2 separate regions of the Mus musculus genome follow, and region 2 is linked to region 1. The links are chromatin contacts, called in public Micro-C maps. All regions are on one chromosome and are shown on one strand. Each heading gives the region's core, a stretch centred on a gene start, on an enhancer-like site or on the middle of the called end of the contact. The rest is flanking DNA. Distances are from core to core; before and after follow the strand shown. Region 1 overlaps Gm40447 (collagen alpha-1(II) chain-like). Region 2 overlaps Syne2 (spectrin repeat containing, nuclear envelope 2).

Region 1 (4,144 bases), core at 439-2,938:
GAAGAGAGGAGAAGAGAGGAGAAGGAGGAGAAGAGAGGAGAAGAGAGGAGAAGAGAGGAGAGATTCTCATAGCTAAGGAAACAATCCAAATGAAGCCAACAGAGAGTAGGAAAAGCTTTGCCAGGTTGAGTCTAAAAGGACATTGTACTTAAAAATTGAACACCCAAAGGAAGAAAATAGCTTGTTTTTAAATGAGCAAATAAATAAAACAAATGGCTAGGCATTGGTGGCCCACGCCTGTAATCCCAGCACTTGGGAGGCAGAGGCAGGCGGATTTCTGAGTTCAAGGCCAGCCTGATCTACAGTGTGAGTTCCAGGACAGCCAGGGCTGCACAGAGAAACCCTGTCTCGAAAAACAAATAATAATAATAATAATAATAATAATAATAATAATAATAATAATGTCTCAAATAAAATGTCTCAAAGGAAGAAACACAAATGGCCAGTTAGTATATGGGGGGGGGGGGAGTTCAGATCATTAGCCATCAAGAAAAATGCTAATTAAAACCACATCAAGAGTCCACAGCACCTCAATCAGAATGACTAATATCAAATACCCGAGGCTGGGACACAGCCCCACAACAGTTTTTTCTTAAGCCATAGCTTCAGCATGAAACTATGGTTACCTTTGTGAGAAGAGCCAATTTGAGTACTTTTGTTTAATATTCTTTAGACTGATTCATTAATACTCCAAAAGTACTATAATACTAACGACCCAAACATATCAGCCTTTAATTTGCTTGTTTGTGACAACATCTCTCACTGCGTACCCATGATGTATAATGGGGTGGCTCTGAACTCACAGAGTTCCACCACCTCTGCCAAGTACTGGGATTAAAAGCTTGTGCCATCAAGCCAGTCAGACATTCATTAGCTCTTCCTAGACAGAAGAAAGGAAGTCAAACACTGGTATGGTAAATATTATTTGTAGGTTTCTACCCCACCAGAGATCATCTAGCTCCCAAATAAAGGACATAAACCTTTCTATTTAAAATAAGCCTTAAAGCACTAGAGTGGGGCAGATATCAACCCTCAGTCTATTTTGTCTACTTCCCTGTCAATAAACCTGAGATATTACTTGCCATTTTCTGCCCAGGCTGTTTCTACTTCAACAGTCTGGCCCTCATGGCCATGTGCTCATAATCTACCTACCCACAGTGGCTTCCATTTTCCCCTGTGTCCTTTTCTTTCTCTTTGTAGTTCCTGCTTCAGACTCCAAGCCCAGGAACTGAAGTCCTGCCTACCTCTCTTCTGCCCAGCTACTGGCTGTAGGCATCTTTACTAACCAATCACAGATAACTTGGGTGAGGGGCAAGGTTTATACAACAAAAGCTGATATACATGAGGATCTGCTCCTCTTGGAACAACCAGATCTTGGGGTACAGAATTTAGCATTTGAATACAAGCAGCACCAGACCAACCCACTATAAAACACAGCTTCTGTGGAGTTCAAATAGTAAAAAGAAAGAGCTGGGGAATCAGGTTTCTTTTGTTCATTTGTTCATTCATTTGCTCATTCAATAAATACCTATGGAATACACGTTATGTGTCTACTGCCTTTTCTAGGTGCTAAACAGGCACAAGTTTAAAAACACTTTTAAGGGGCTGGAGAGATGGCTCAGCAGCAAAGAGCACTGGCTACTCTTCCAGAGGAACTGAGTTCAATTCCCAACATCCACATGGCAGCTACCAACTGTCTGTAACTCTGATGCCCTCTTCTGGCCTTTCAGGCACCAAGCACCCAAGTGCTATACAGCAGGACAAATATTCATATACATCAAATAAACTTTAAAACAGATTAAAAAAAACCATAAAGTCACAGTCATCATGGACACATAATTATTATAATGTAAAACTTCATGGAAGAGTGAAAGTATATTTAACAGACATGTATAGCCGTGTATAGCCTTTAATCTCCAGCATTGAACAGGCTGAGTCAGGAGGATGGCCATGAGTTTGAGGTCAACCTAGGCTACATAGTGGTTTCCAGGTCATCCTTGGCAAACATGGATGTTTCAAATCTTGACTTAGTCTCCCAAAAGACGATGCTCATCATTCAGTGCACATAAAGAAATCAGTAGTCTGGGTCTGGTGATTCAGAACTGCAGTCTCAGCCCTCGAGGGGCAGTCAAGGGGGACTGGGAGTTCAAGGACAGCCTTAGCTACATAAAATGTTTGAGGCTAGGCTGGGCTGTATGAGACCCCATGTCAAACAGTAACAAAAAGCACAATGAGGACTGGAGAGATGTTTCAGTGAGTAAAGAAACTTCCTCCAAGCCTGATTAGGGCCACAGGGTTGAAGAAAAGAGCTGACTCCCACACAGTATCATCTGACCTACACACACACACACACACACACACACACACAAGTGCTCACACACATGAGTGCACACACACACACGCACAACTAAGTAAATCAGTTAATTTTTAAATGTTTGTGAAAATGATAAATGAACCAACACAGAATCTTTTGCTGCAAAGCACAGCAGGCTGTCCCATCTTGCAATCTAAAGCCATTGCTGTCCTCTGATCCTAGATTCCAACAGACCTATCACGGAAGGAACTCCTCTGACGGTAATGTAACTTGTTAGCCTGACTTTGGAATGCTGTCCCTCCTGCTCCCACCTCCAGATGCTGGGCTCGCAGGCCTGTTCCTCCACGTCCCCAGCACATCCATTAGCCTGCCCTGTGTGTGCAGATGTTTCCCAGGGATAACTTTAGATGAAGATACAAAAGTACAGTTTTTTAAAGGTTTATTTAATTATATGAGTATACCGTAGCTGTCTTCAGACACATCAGAAGAGGGTATCGGATCCCATTACAGATGTGGTTGCTGGGAGTTGAATTCAGAACCTTTAGAAGAGCAGTCAGTGCTCTTAACCTCTGAGCCATCTCTCCAGTCCCAAAAGCACATTTTAAAAAATCCGATTCCATGAATATCAATGCTTAGAACTAGAGTGAAGAAGAAAAACATAATACTATAGTGAAAAGGATATGAGTCGATTTAAAATTATTTTCAAATAGGGCTGGAGAAATGGCTCTGTGGTTAAGAGCACTGACTGTCCATCCAGAAGACCTAAGTTTGATTCCCAGCATCCACATCTGGTGGTTCGCAGCCACCTGCAACTCTAGCTCCAAAGGGGAATCTATCTGCATTCACAGCTCACGCACACATAATTAAAATAACAAAAAGATTAACTATTTAAAAATAGCACTAGGATAAATATATTAAATAGTGGCAGCTGGAGGTAGCACATAGTAACTGATTAATTAATGGCTCAGAGGAAGAGCACACACTTAGAAAGAGGAAAGCCCTGGGTTTATCCTAAGCACCAGAACAGCAACTCTACAAACGCACAGCTTAACTACAATGACATTGAAAGAAATTAGGAAGATTATAAAGACTGAGTTCAAGGCAAGGGATGCAGCTCAGCGGCAGAGGGCTTGCCTCGTCTGAGCCTTGAGGTTGATCCTTAGCACTGAAAAAAACCTCAACAACCAAACTGCATCTAAAAAAACATAATTCCATGTGACTTGTGGGAGCTGTTCTTTTGAAGAGATTTGGGGAGGGGCACTGAGGGGCAGGACAGCCATGAAACAACACACGACAGTGATTGCAGGAGTGGCGGGGCAGAGGCTGGTGAAGTGAAGGAACCAGGTTGGGCTGTGGTTTTATCGCAAACACAGACAGGCAGCACTTGAGCTAATCAGTGGTCAGGGCCTGGGAGCCTCTGGCCTGGTACGTATCCATGCTCACACATCCTATCTGCATGAGAAGGAAATGTGCAAAGATGCTAGGGGCTGCCTCTGCCTTTCATCTCCTTTGGTATTGGGTTCTCTGGGATGTCTATGGCTAGTTAGTAAATACTTTAATGCTTGTGAAAAAATACAGTTAAATACAGAAATATTTTTTCTTTTTTTTTAGATTTATTTATTTATTTTATGTATGTGAGTACACTGTAGCTGTACAGATAGTTGTGAGCCTTCATGTGGTTGTTGGGAATTGAATTTTTAAGACCTCTGTCCTGCTCACTCTGGTCAACTCTGCTCACTCCAGCCCAAAGATTTATTTATTATTATATGTAAGTACACTGTAGCTGGCTTCAGATGCACCAGAAGAGGGCATCAGATCTCATTACGGGTG
Region 2 (4,144 bases), core at 578-3,077, 83 kb before region 1:
ATCTTCTGTTTTTGTTTTGTCTGTGCGAGTGGGGAGGTTTGAATGCTTGGCCCACTCGGAGCACTATTAGGAGGTGTGGCCTTGTTACAGGCAGTGTGCCACAGTGGGGGTGGGCTTTGAGGTCCTATGCTCAAGCTCTGCCCAGTATGGAAGACAGACTCCTCCTGGCTGCCTGCAGAATTCCGTCCCCTTCTGTGCTACCTATGGATCAAGATGTAAAACTCTCAGCTCCTCCAGCACCATGTCTGCCTACATGTTACTATGGTCCCTACCTTGATGATAATGGCCTGAACCTCTGAAATTGTAAGCCAGCCCCAATTAAATTTTGTCCTTATAAGAATTGCCTTGGTCATGGTGTCTCTTCACAGCAACAAAACCCTAAGACAAACAAGGTCTTACTCTGTAATCCAGTCTGACCTGAAACTCACTTGGAAACTCAGGCAAACCTTGAACTCCCAGCAACCTTCCTACAACCTTCCTGCTACAGCCTTTCAAAGCTGAGATTACAGGAGTGAGCCACCATACCAGGCTGTTTGTCTTCCTTTAAGGGGCCAAACGCATCAGTCTTTGTATCAGGGAGGCACTGGGTCAGTCCACAGTGCCAAAAGAACAGAGTGGAGACAAATGAAGAAGAACCAAGGTGTTCCCGAACAGTGAAGCAGAGTAGGCCACCTTCTAAGGACTCCAACCACACCCAAAACTCAGGAGGGAAGGAGAGGGCTCAGAGGAACTGCCGTGAAAACCGCAGGCATGCCTATTCAAAGTTTCCCCTTCTCAATCTTCAGTCTCAGCACTTGGGAGATGAAAGCAGGTGATTTCTGTGCGTTTGGGCAGCCTGATCTACATAGAGGGTTCCAGGCTAGCTAGGACTACATAATGAAACCCTGTCTTTAAAACAAATAAAAATTATATGTACATAAATATGTATGTGTACATACAGATATATGTATATATAACATATATGCACACACATATATTATATATCATTATTATATCTGTATGTGTGTATATATTAATTACACACATGTATTGGAAAAGCAGTCTTTGCCATATGTTCTCTACCTGTTGGAGATTCCAAGTCCTGCTTACAGAAGCAGCTCAGGACTGAATGACCCGCAGGTCACACTGTTTCTTGTACACCAGACTAGTAATATTCCTATCACCAAAACACTTACATGAAAGTGCAGGATGATGGTCCAGATCAGGCCAAGGATAATGGACGGGTTTCCTTCTACAATGTCAGCAACATGGATATTTATTAGCTTGATCTGCAAACAGAGAAACACAGGTTAAGAGGAGCCAGCCTCCCACCGAGCCCGTCCCTCCTGTGAATCTGCAGGTGTGATTCATACGTACAGATCTGTTTTTCAGGAATGTCAGGGCATGTTCTATGTTGATTCTGCACTGGAATGTATTAGATCCTTTATCCCGAGGCTAAAAATTCAAGCGCATGCAATACTCAGAAACAGGAAGTACATTTTAAAACAAAACAAAACAAAAAAACAAAACCAACTAAGTGTCTTGTTACCATGTGGCAATCTTACCAACTGCTGTCCCGAGAGGACTTCCAACAGGTCCAGGAGGACATGCCCCTTCTTGATGTCTGCGAATAAGTCAGATACAACTGAGGGAGGTGTGTGCTGCCAAAGAAAAGAAGAACAGTAATTTGCCAAGGGTTCAAAAATACCATTAAGCACCTCCTACGTGAGCTTTATGTCTTCAAAAACAGCTAAGATTCATCGGGTGTTATCTTAAGAGAATGATACAGTCCTCACGAGTTACATTCCAAAGCACGGCAAGATAGACTGTGAGCCTGCTTTATCTCCTGGCTTATTCCCAGTTACACAACGCTCTTTCTGACTAGAGCTTTCATGGCCCTAAACCTTGTGCATAGAGAGTACAGTCAGAGACACTCGGAATCAGGCCATGGTGACCCCGTGGGAGAGCAAGCTGCATGACTGAAGATGTGTCTCCCTTTGGTCAGAATGACATCCATTGTGTGGAATGGGCAGAGAGGGAGGACAGAGGGTGAGAATCATTAATCAGACGTCCAGGTTGTCTGAGGTTCTCAGTGTCACCGAGACAGAGGATGGTGGCATTTGGATTGAGGTCCCTAGGTCCAGACTGAGTTTGTGGGTCAGCACTGCCCCCTATCACATGTTTGACCAGGGGTAAGTCACAGGCATTCTCTATTCTATAGAAATCATACTTTCTCTCACATAGCAATACTGTAAAATCCTTTCGAAATCATGAGGAAGGCTGGTAAGGTGAAACGAACCTGAAATCCTAGCGCTAGAAGGCAGAGGCAAAAGAATGGCAAGGCCTATTGAGTCTACACAGTAACGTCCAAGCTAATCAGAGTTATATAGTAAGACCTTGTCTCAAACCAAGAAAGGAAATGTGGCTGGAGAGATAGCTTAGTGCTTAAGAGCAAGTATGGCTCCTGAAGAAGATCCAAGTTCAGTTCTCGGCACTAATGTTTGGCTGCTCAAAATTGCATCTCCAGGGCATCTGAGGACCTTTTCTGGGCTCCATGGGCAACTGTACGCATGGGTGAGTGTGCATACAAGTAAATAAAACTTTTTAAAGAAAATGGTCATAGGGAATTCAAGGATATAGCTCAATGGCAAGACAACTGCCTAGCACAGGAGCCTTGAACTCAATGCCCAGCAAAAGAACAGAAAGAACACGTGAGCCAGGCAGTAGTGCGCCCTTCTATAGTCTCAGCTACTTGGAAACTAAGGCAGGAGAATCACTTAGGTCTGGGAGTTCAAAACCTGACTGGTTAACAGAGAGAGAGAAAAGTAAAAAAAAAAACCTCACCTCAAAATAAATGGTGCTCTAAGAGTGTGCTGTTCTGGAGGCTATGATTTCAAAACAATAGGTGCCATAGGCATTCCTCATCGTCACACAGAACAAGTTTAGGGTGGTGCCTGGCACCCGTCACTCAATACAAACATCATGCTGTTATTATGTCATTTGATGAAAAAAGTGCTATCACTCTAAATATTTTTACAGGATTGTCCAGCTCCTTCTCAGGTGCCTTTTTTCTTGTTCCAGGAAAAAGTGACAGATATACCAGGGCACCAATGTGAGAGCACTCTCTTATAAAAAGACATTCATGACCTTCTCTGGGTCATCACAATGTCCCATTTTTAGCTGGTATTTATCTGTTATCAACAGGGTCTCACAGAGCCCAAGCTGGCCTTGAACTCAGTATTCAGCCAAGGCTGGCCTTGAACCCCTGACCCTCCTGCCTCAAGCACCCAGGTGCTGGAAATCCAGGCATTGACCACCCTGAGGTGAGAGCTTTGGGACTGAGGAAGCAACAACTTTCACAGCTTGACGTCACCTCACCTTTGCCAGCTGTGAGTTTATCCAGCAGGTGAAGGTTTTCTTCTGAGTGTCCTCCTGCTCAGCTAGGAGAGAGGAGACAACAGTGGTCACAACATGAGAAGCTGTAGACTCCTGAACCCACAAAGCACCTAAAACCCCATCACCCAGGACGTGTGTCCACAGACTCACTCAGATTCAGAGTAAACTTCAGATGTTCAACCAAAGACTGTTTCAGAAGTGGTCAGTAATGTGATAAAATTTTTCTTAAAGTCACAGCTCAACTGACCTGAAAGGATGGTTTTCGATACTGTTTATTAACAAAAGAATTGAGATCTTTCACAACTTTGCATGGTTCAACGGACTGTTAAGAATGAGAAGCGCCCCTAGCCCCCAGCTCTGAATCACCCTGGGGCATCTGAGGATGTTTTTAAAAGGCTCACTGAGGTCCCTACAGTTCAGCATTGACACTGTATCAAGAAATTTATCATGTAAAATGCCCCAATATTGAGTAAACCACAGAGACCTAGGTTCAAATCTTGTCCCGATGACTGAGTGGCTATGCAACCTTGAGCAGTAACAAGGCAGTGATAAGCACTCATCTCTGGAGGTTGATTTGAGAGGCAAATAATTCACCTAGCATGCCTGGCACAGACTGGCACATAGCAAACACAGCCATGCTCTCATTGAGCAGGCAGGAGTTGGGACTGGGGACGGAGTGGGCACTAGAATCTACATCCCCTTCCTTATGGGCGGGTGACCCTGTTGAGCTTCCTTTAGCATCCCATCCCCTCAGCATCAAGCAGAAACC

The links. Hi-C and Micro-C count contacts between places; a contact is called where the count stands out from the background.
Region 2: a Micro-C map of granulosa cells shows a contact between it and region 1, with 3 times the contacts expected there. The contact joins two enhancer-like sites. A contact is called at or near these places in 1 of 39 promoter capture datasets (embryonic stem cells), 7 of 15 datasets of contacts at CTCF or cohesin (CD8 T cells, embryonic stem cells, large pre-B cells and 3 more), 196 of 484 Hi-C or Micro-C datasets (the 4T1 cell line, the AML12 cell line, the AtT-20 cell line and 104 more), 14 of 115 datasets of contacts at active chromatin or transcription factors (acute myeloid leukemia, a beta-TC-6 cell line, bone marrow-derived dendritic cells and 5 more) and 3 of 9 other capture datasets (adipose tissue, embryonic stem cells and liver).

What each region holds. Positions count from the first base shown.
Region 1 is chr12:75,794,270-75,798,413 of GRCm38.p6, reverse strand. All of the region lies in intron 2 of Gm40447 (collagen alpha-1(II) chain-like), which reads left to right. Among named protein-coding and RNA genes, the nearest start is that of Syne2, 22 kb to the left of the region's middle. Within about 2 kb of position 1,688, at least 3 of the 459 cell types and tissues checked have an H3K27ac peak or open chromatin away from gene starts, as enhancers often do. A contact at or near this core is called in granulosa cells, where this site is marked.
Region 2 is chr12:75,877,609-75,881,752 of GRCm38.p6, reverse strand. It overlaps Syne2 (spectrin repeat containing, nuclear envelope 2), which reads right to left. Exons shown (of 116, transcript NM_001005510.2): 3 at 3,358-3,419; 4 at 1,545-1,640; 5 at 1,357-1,434; 6 at 1,176-1,268. Among named protein-coding and RNA genes, the nearest start is that of Mir5101, 29 kb to the left of the region's middle. Within about 2 kb of position 1,827, at least 20 of the 459 cell types and tissues checked have an H3K27ac peak or open chromatin away from gene starts, as enhancers often do. A contact at or near this core is called in granulosa cells, where this site is marked.